Regions from separate parts of the Arachis hypogaea genome. Here region 2 is linked to region 1. A link is a contact called in public Hi-C data. All regions are on one chromosome and are shown on one strand. Each heading gives the region's core, a stretch centred on a gene start, on an enhancer-like site or on the middle of the called end of the contact. The rest is flanking DNA. Distances are from core to core; before and after follow the strand shown.

What was found. A called contact is a pair of places that touch in the nucleus more often than the background predicts.
Region 2: a Hi-C map of leaf shows a contact between it and region 1, with 2.2 times the contacts expected there. The contact joins the promoter of LOC112785356 here to the promoter of LOC112782703 in region 1. A contact is called at or near these places in 2 of 8 Hi-C or Micro-C datasets (leaf and an unstated tissue).

The regions. Positions count from the first base shown.
Region 1 is chr20:7,352,963-7,358,009 of arahy.Tifrunner.gnm2.J5K5, reverse strand. LOC112782703 (MADS-box transcription factor 23) reads left to right here and starts at 3,048. Exons shown (of 9, transcript XM_072231593.1): 1 at 3,048-3,200; 2 at 3,410-3,647. The coding sequence starts at 3,466.
Region 2 is chr20:7,501,921-7,506,967 of arahy.Tifrunner.gnm2.J5K5, reverse strand. LOC112785356 (zinc finger BED domain-containing protein RICESLEEPER 1-like) reads right to left here and starts at 1,986. Exons shown (of 1, transcript XM_025828826.1): 1 at 961-1,986. The coding sequence starts at 1,986. The coding sequence ends at 961. It overlaps LOC112784440 (a long non-coding RNA gene), which reads right to left and starts at 951. Exons shown (of 2, transcript XR_003193900.3): 1 at 801-951; 2 at 447-695.

The DNA.
Region 1 (5,047 bases), core at 1,799-4,298:
TAAATTTTTTGGCTATTCCAATCGATTAAAAGATTATATTTGATCCGTGACGTTCGTCAAGGACTGTGAAATCGTGTTTCTTTGAAAATCAATCAATTGGACTACAGGTTGTTATCACAAAACAATCGATTGAAAATTGCAAGGCAGCATAGTTTTCACAAAAATCAATCGATTGGTCATATTACCCAATCGATTGAACGATGACTAAAATGTGGGTTTTTTATAATTCAATCGATTGTTTATACTACCTAATCAATTGAATGCTTCAAAACAACCTGAAGTCTCACAATTCAATCGATTGGTTGTCATCAAAACAATATAAATTTGCCAAATCGATTGTTTTGTGATAACAACCTGTAGTCCAATTGATTGAGTTATGGGAAACCTGAAATTCAATCGATTGTTTTGATAATCCAATCGATTGATTTTCAAAGAAACACGATTTCACAGTCCTGGACGAACGTCACGGATCGAATATAATATTTTAATCGATTGGAATAGCCAAAAAGTTTATTACGATCAATGGAAGATCTAATTCGTTATTGTTTTTGTTTTTTATTGTTAATAAACATAATAGATTAATGATAAAATAATAATTTATAAAATAAAAAATAATTTTTATGATTAAATAAAATATATGAGGTTAATTTATAATTAAAATTAGAAAATGACTATTTAGCAGTTATTAAAAAAACTTAAAAAACATGTTTTGTTCTGAGAATATTTAATGGTCCAAACGTTTTGGGACCATCTAATCCTTTGCCTAATTACTAGCTATTACTAACTTAATTCTCAACTACTAATAACACTAATAATATTTTAATAACTTTTTCCTTTCTTTTAAAATTATCCTTTAATATGATGATACGTTCTAGCTAATTTCAAAGGCATCTTTTTACACTTCTTACAAATTCGTTGACAATCTTTCACTAAATCTAATTTTTTGAACACTCGAAAAATGTTTTATCTTCATATATATTCGTATAAGTAAAGTTTAGGTAGGCTCGAGATTGGTATTTAACAGAAAGTGAACATGTTTCGAAACTCTTTAAACAAAATATATAATGAGACTTGAGACGGGGTAGGTCTAAAGTTTAAGGATTAGGTGGAGCCAAGTGTTCCCACTAAAATTTAAAAAAAAAAATAATAATAATAATAATAATTTATTATTTTCATTATGTTATTAAATTATTATAAAAACTATTTTATTGTTAACATTATATATATTTTATCTTTATTGTCAAAATTTTTTAGATTTGTCACTAAATTTAATTAATACATAAATTTTTTGTCTAAAATATTTTTTTATTATGTATATTCATAAAATAGACATTTTGTTATTTGAACATATCTATTAATATTATAAATGTTTAATAAGTAAAAAATAGATTAATAGATGGTGAAAATTCACGTGCAGTCGACTTCATATGAAGTTAATAAGTGAGAGCCGTTAGATGAAAATTTAGTCAAATTAGTCAAATTATCTAACGGCTCTCAACTATCAACTTAACGTGAGTTTTTACCTTAATAGATATATTATACCTATTAAGACACTAATATATAACCAAACTAACTCTTATGTCAACATTAAGCTAAGAATCGAATTTTATTTTATGAGATTCAAATTCGTTTCTTATGAATTATTTCAACCATGATATTTTTGACACCCTCAAAATGGTATTGCTGCATATGGTATATAATTAAATCGATTAAAGATGTAGCTTTGTTATCCAGCTATTTCCCGAGAAATTTAAAATTCAAGGAAAGCTTTTTCTATATATATATAGATAATCAATGTCACAACAACTCGTAATCTAATACCAATATCTACTGCATACAATAAAAATATATAAAAAAATGTTTAGTGCATATTATTTTTTTAAAAAATAATTTTCATCATCATATATCATATATAATTTATAAAAAAAAGGGTTAAACCAAATATTTTGTAGTTAAAGTATGTCATACTTACCTACTATCAACTTACTTTAACAAGAAGCACTACTCAAAAATGAGTATGGATTTCCATTTTGAAAAAGCAGACGAAATAAGAAATGCAACATCCATAATCCATTTGGTCCCCCACCCCTTTTTTTAATTCATGTTTTGTTTTTGGGCCTTATTCCAATTCTTCGATCTCCAACCTTATTTAAATAGCAGTATCTTATCACAGCTGAAATTTTTGTTTAATGATAATTTTAGTATCTCTTAATATATTGTATTTGTTTTAAATTTTGTTAAGATAAAATAATAAATAAAAATCTTTAAATATTATATTTGTAAGTGTATAATATGTGTTTATAATATTATACCGTCTAAAATTAAAAATTGACCAATCTCTCTAAATAAAAAAAATAATAAATAAATTTTTAATTTTTTACTAATTAAAAATACAAAAATGTTATTAACTTTTTAAAATAAAAAATATTTAAATTTTTTTATTCAAAATATATAAATATAAATTAATTTTTTTAAAAAATTTAAATATTTTATATTTTAAAAAATAAAAAATATTTTTATATTTTAATTAGTCGAAAATTTATTTGACAATAAAAAAATCAAAATTCTATCAAGAAAAAATAGTGTGTTGTTACTTTCAACGGATAGAATTGTCAATTATAGAAAGGGAATAGAGTGAAGTGCCATTTTGACACTTTTCGCCAAACCTAAAAGCAGGAAAAGTTAGAGCGCCCTCGGTTTTGGATAGCATACGTGGCATCACCTGATACGTCACACAAATACACATTTATTCACCATTACATGGCCCCCACGATTCCTGGACCCTTCTATAGTCCTAGGAAACACTCTAACCACCTTTCACAGTTCCCCACGCGCTCTATTCTTTCGACACGTGCCCCTTGCAATTATCTTTGCTTCTTGAGCCACATTGGTGGCGCGTGAGAAAATTGGCGAGTGGGCTTGGAAAGGAATACCTAAACCTTCAAAACCACTAATCCCCTCACAAAACCACTTTGTTTCCCCCTAATAAGAGGATTAATGGTGTCACATCTGTCCAAATAAACTACTTCTTTCTTTCCATATAAAGCATAATTAAATTGGATCACATGGTTCCTCTTAAGAGGAACATTTTACACCAAAAAAAGAAGGAAAAAAAAAAAGTCGTCTTCTTTCTTCTTTAGCTCCTTGCTTCGTTTTCTTGTTATTGCGACTAATAATTACTGCACTCCTATAATTTTCAAGTAAGTCACTTTTGTTCTTATTCAACTACTGTTCACTATTTTATTGCTGTTTATTCACTTTTCCTTTTCTTTTTTTCGCGAATTCGAGTATTATGTAATTCGATTATTATTTTTTTCTTCAAAATCTTGAGAAGATTTAATCCAATTAGCTCCGTGAGAGTCGAATAACTCATCGATGTTAATGAATTTGTTGACTCGTGATGTAGCAGGTCAAATCAAAAGAGGTGTTTAATTTGAGGAGGCAGGAACCCTAAAATTGATTGTGATGGGACGAGGAAAGATTGCGATTCGAAGGATCGACAATTCAACGAGTCGGCAAGTAACGTTTTCGAAGAGAAGGAATGGATTGCTGAAGAAAGCTAAAGAATTATCCATTCTCTGTGATGCTGAAGTTGGATTGATTGTGTTTTCCAGCACTAGCAAGCTTTATGAATATGCAAGCACCAGGTAATTAATTAATTAATTAAAAACTATTAATTAACTATCTATGATTACTTAAATTTCTTTTTTTTCTCTTTAATTTGTGAATTGAGTGTGCTTAGTTTTTTTACAGTTTATCAACCTTTTCTTCTTTTTCATTTTTTTTACTGAGTGAAAATATCTATTCTTAATTAAAGTGAATAATTAATTAAACATGAACACGGTTGATTGTGTTTCAAAGATATATTTACATAGACTTAATGGTTGGGAGTCAGTTGTGCTAGCTGTATGAAACATTTTTATATGTTGCCACTTGCATTTAGGAACATGTATCTGTGATGAGTTTAATTTAATTGCTTTCATATTTGCCTTTATCTGGACCCTTCTTTGATAGTAGTGCTAAGGTTGATATAATAATTATCTCAGCTTAATATTAATATTATATAATAATCATGCATGCGCGTTTGCATGGTGCAACTCTACATAATGATGATGATTATTATTATTATTATCATCTTCACCTTCCTTCTCACCGATTCTTAGGGAGTTATTTTAGAAGCTAGCTAATAAGCTAGGAATCTAGGATAGTAATTTCCAAAATGCTGGGAGAAATGTTCTCCTTTTTCTTCCTTCTTGGTATTACTCTTTAAGGTTAATTAATTAACCTTTCGAGTAAGTTAATTACACCATGATGATGAGGTGTTTTTGAAAATTGTAAACAAGAGTGTAATTTTTTTAAGCTGTGTTATATGGTAAAGCTTGCATGGTTCCACATGCTTGTGCAAACGCCAAAAAAGAAAGGCACAACAAAAGAAGGAAGAAGTCACTGAGAGTTAGAATATCATCAAAAAGTTGTACTTATTAATTCACTTCACCTTAAGCTTATTAGTTAGAATTACACTCTTAATTAACTTTACCCATTTACTGCTGGTTAACCGATATTGATCTTACTGTGTTTGTGTATTTCAATTTTCAACCTGGGGGAAAGAAAAAAGAAAAGAGGGGGGGGGGGGGGGATTAAATGATGCTAATATTTGATATAAAAAAAAAAAAAAGTAATAATTGTTTAAATAGGAATTTGATTAATAGAATAGCAATTTTATCATCATATATAAGTAAATAATGGGTGCAATCTTAGCATATATTGCAATTTTTATAGGCTTTGGTGGTGTAATGTTTATTAACAAAATCTATAAGATTATTAGAAGGTCATATTTTATAGATGGTTTCATAAAACTTTAGATTAATCTAAAATCATTGATATACTGTTTATGTATATCTTAATTAACATAATATGTACACATATGTTCAGATTTATAAAAATAAGAAATTATTTGACCACATATACTTACTGATCATATCAAATTAAAAATAAAAATCAGTACAAATAATCTTTATAGATAACAGATAATTATAATTCAACAGTT
Region 2 (5,047 bases), core at 737-3,236, 150 kb before region 1:
TTGGAAATTAAATTCAAACCAAGTTTATAAATGGTTGGAGATTTATCTAATTCAAATTTTTATAGCCACTATTAAACAAAATAAGCTAATGTGGTCAATTTTGCTGTGGAGGGTTTCTATTAGTCTATATTCTTTCGAAGATAATCATTTCTAAAAATAAAATGATACATGCATGCATATAGATTAAAATTTATATGGTGAAAGAAATTTTTTACACGTCTAATTCATATATGATAATATATTACTCTGTAAGGGTGTAATCGGTTCGGTTTGGTTTGGTTTTAGACCGAAAACTAACTGAACCAACCTAATCGGTCTTATAATAATACTATCCATTCGATTGGCTATTGTTTGGTCAACCGAACCGAATCGAACTGAACCGAACCAACAACAGTTTGGTTCGATCAATTTTTTTGATTTTTTGCACCAAATGATCAGAATTTAAATTATCATAAAATAAAGTTTAAAACCTTCAATAAACTAGAATAACAAGAGTATATCACATCCAAATTAAATATAAATTCAACTTAATTAAACATAAAACAAAGACAACTAAAAATGTCTAGCAAAACAACAAAAATAAACACACTTTAAACCGAAACAGTCATTTTATAACAAATAAAAACCAAACAGCCACCATGCTTAATCTGAATCCACACCAGACTCATCATCATCTTCTCCGGTTGGTGCAATTTCTACAAAAATAAAACAAAAAAATCAATATAGATTATAAACATAATATAGATTATAAATTATAAACATAAACCATAAAAAGAACTATAAATTTCTTTTTTGCATACCTAATTCAAGTTTCTCAAACTCTTCAATAAGCTCCTCAAAATCAGTTGTCATTGGAGAAGCACGAAGCCAATTTTGTGTGCATATCAATGCCTCAACTGTCTTTGGAGTTAAAGAACTCCTATAGTTGTTAAGCACTCTTCCACCAGTGCTAAAAGCGGATTATGAAGCAACAGTCGAGACCGGCATTGCTAAGATATCTCTAGCTATTTGGGATAAGATAGGATACTTGCTAGAATTTACCTTCCACCAATTCAATATGTCAAAAGTATTTTGATCATGAGACTTCTCTAAACCATCCATCAAATACAAATCCACCTCATTCTTGTTGACGATCTCATGAAAATGCACCTCCTTGAAAAAATCACCAGCCATGTCGCCATCAGGTACTCCCACATCTGATGCACCTTCCATTGTTGCTGAAGTAAAAGATCTACCCCCATTATTTGCATTCACATAGCATTCAAACATCTTGGAGAAGGTCTCTTTCACTTTTGCACCCAAAAAATCAGCATCATCCTTATCATATAGCTTTTCAAAGATAAAGTTCACAAACTTCAACTTGTATCTAGAATCAAGAACCACAACAATAAAAATCATCATATTGATATTTTTTATGTTACCCCAATACTTGTCATACTTAAGCTTCATCCTCTCAGCCATACTCCCAAGTAATGGATCTCGACTACCACAAGAAGCCTTGAATACTCGCAAGATCTTACAAAACTCATGAAAATATTGAGAAGTCACAAGCAAACTACCAGACACACTCTTTGTAACATCATGAAAATTTTTCAAGAATTCCATAAAGTGTTTTGCATTGTCCCAATCAATATTCCTCGGAATCCCACCTTGCATTAGAGCATATTCTGTATCTCTCTCCCCTAGCCTCTTGAATGCCTTTTGAAACTTCAAACCACTTTCAAGCATGGTGTATGTAGAGTTCCATCTAGTGGGAACATCAAGTTGAACAGTACACTTGTCTTGTATCCTAGCTTCCTTAATGAAATTTTTGAACCTATTCATGCAACTAGGGGAAGCACGCACATATCTAATAGCATTTCTTATCTTGCTAATAGATTCATGCATCTCTTTCAATCCATCATTAACAACAAGATTAAGAATATGTGCACAACACCTATCATGCAAATGCTTTCCTTTCAAAGGATGTAAATTCCAATCCTCCATTCTAGTTCTTAGATAAGATATTGCAGTATTATTAGAACTAGCATTATCAACAGTAATTGTGAACACTCTAGAAATTCCCCACCCCAAAAGACATCTCTCAATTTTGCACAGAAGTCCAACAATCAGAAGTTAAACAAACAGATTGATTTGGTTGTTTGAACACAGTTTTCAACCTATTCTTCTCACTAATATAAAGATTCCAACAATCCTTAGCAACAGTAATCCTTCCCGGAAGTGAAAATCTAGGTTGCACAATACTCATATAGAATCTGAATCCCTCCCCCTCAACAAACTTGAATGGTAGCTCATCAACAATTATTATCCTAGCAAGGGCTTTTCTACACATATCAGCATCAAAAGTAACGGCAATAAATACTCATTCACCCTCTTTTTTTTGTTGGAAGGTAAGGATTGTTTGACTAGGGTCACCCGAGTCCCTAGGAAATTTTTTACATTGATTCAACAAATGATAACGCATATTAGTTGTACCATTTCTATGAGAGTCACATGCATATGATGCACCACACCAATTACATTTAGCCCTAGGATGTGATGACTTAGACTTAGGATCCTTTGTAAAGTGTTCCTAAGTCCAAGATCTAGGTCTAGAAGGTTTTCTGTTACCTTCATTGGGATCATCCTTGCCATCCTCTTCATCAGTTTCCACAGTGCTTGGAGCTGGATTTGTAGGAGTTGCTCCCGGAGTTGCACCCACATTAGTTGAATCAACCTTCCTCTTCTTTGATCTTGGATGGGGCGGGGGTTTGGTAAGCACGCCGCTGTCTGTAAGACCCGGTTAATTAACGGCTAATTAACCCATTGAGAATTTATTCTAGAAAGCCAAAAATGTTATTTTTATGGCTAAATGTGATAGAGGAGATTGAGACGAGAATTTCGGTACCAATTTTATAGAAATCGGACCAAGATTGGACCAAACGGGCCAAACCGGGCCAACCGGACCCAAAGTGGGCCCTTGGCCCAACTAAACTAAACCAAAACCCTAGTTTTCAGGACTCTCTCTCCTTACAACACACTCAAACACGCTGAAATGGTGGAGAGGAAGGGAAGAACACTCTCTCAAGTTCTATCTCTCACTTGATCTTCAAACCACCATAACTTTTGATCTAGAGCTCCGATTGCCGCTCCGTTTGCAGTCACGCGTTCACCGCGGAGAGCTCTACAAAACCCATACAATTAATCTTGAGGTAAGCTACGTTTTACTGTTCGAAATTCCAGCCCTTGATTTCGAGTTTCATGAGCAAAAATGTTGAGATTTTGGGTTCTTTGATGTTATAGGACCCAACTCTCTTGAAGGAGAAGGTTAATCTTGTCTCCTTGGACCTTGGGTGTGGTAAGATTCTCAATCCTAGTGTAATTTGTTGTTCTATGAGGTTTGGACATTGAGATGTTGTGTATGGGTATGATGATTGTGGCTTAGGTTGTGTATATGTGAATATTGGAGCTTGATTGGTGATTTTGGAAAGCTTGGAAGAGGGTTTTGTGTGACAAAATCTGTTCTTGGAGGTGTTGAGACCTTGAGAGCTTGAGGAAAAGTGGTTTGGAAGTGCTCCGGTTGAGCTTGGGAAATCGGCTAAGGTATGGTTTCGGTTTCCCGTATCTAATATGTAATGTGGTAGGAAATACTTAGGCTAGAGGCCCTAAGATAGGCATTGAATTGTTGGTGTTGTTGAATTGTTGAGATATATGATGTGTTCATATATGTGATTATGAATATTGATGCCTTGATTGTGTGATATATAAGAAATGCATGTTGTGATATATGCTTGATGGATGATTAAGGTTGAATTGGTGGGTGGTACCATGTTGATGGTGAGTATGATGTTGATTATGTATAGTGATTGTTAATTGGAAATGGTATTGTTGGAAATTGGGATATGGAAGGATGTATGACATGATATTGTGTTTGTCCTTTAGCCATTTGATAGAGAAGTGTTAAAATGGTTGGATGTGGTTTTGGAAATTTTGGTAAAATGTCAATGTGTGAGTTGAGGATGGCTTGTTGTTGATTTTGGTACATTTTGAATGATTTCAAAGAGAAGGGTTGAAATTGGCATGTTTTGATTGATTTTGAAAAGAGTTGAAAGTGGCTTGTTTTGAAAATAGCACTTTGTGGTTTTGAATGAAAATATGGTTTTTGGGCATACTTTGACGGGACATAACTTGGACTACGGATCTCTGATTTGTGCCAAATCTGTTTAGAAATGAAATTAGATCCGGGATGTCCATGCCGTTCGAAGAACGGGTGAAAAATGATTTAAAATGAGAGAGTTATGACCGTCGGAAGATTGGGGTTGAATCTGTGAATTCTGCAGTTTTTAACTTAGAAAATTTTTAGCAGAATGACCCCCCGTGCGTAGGCGCACTTGGCGCGTACGCGCCGTTCTTTCAGGAAGCGCCATCCACGCGTGCGCGTGATGTGCGCGGGCGCGCCGAATGTGCTGCACCCAATGCCCAGCCATTTTCCCGAGAGTTGTGCCAAAGTTGTGCCAGTTTTGTGCCTGGGGCGCAAGAGTACCCACGCGTACGCGTGGCTGACGCGTGTGCGCCGTTTGGCTAATTTTCAATCCACGCGTTCGCGCGTATGATGCTTGCGCGTCGATGAGTTTTAAGGCCATCCACGCGTGCGCGTGGAGTGCGCGTACGCATGGCCCTGTTTTCATCCCAAAGTTGATTTTTGAGTTTTAAAAGCCAAATTTCATACTTCTAAGCCTCCGATCTCACCACTTATATCTTAAATCATTATGATATGCCTAGCATGAGGAAAAAGGGCTAGTGAATGTGGTAACTTGCAAGTGAAGCAAGGGGAAAAATGCATGATCATTGAGGATCAAAGATGAAAATGTGAGATGCGGAGAATGGCGGTGGAAGTGCTTGTTATGCCATGGGCCGAAGGGCCATAATTGTTAATGAATTGGCTGGTTATGGATTTAACCGTGAGCCGGATGGCTAGATTATTGCCGTGTTACGGCAGAGCCATGTTTATGGCCAAGTATAAATGCATATATGCTGTTGATTGAATTGTGAATGTTTGCACTTCCAC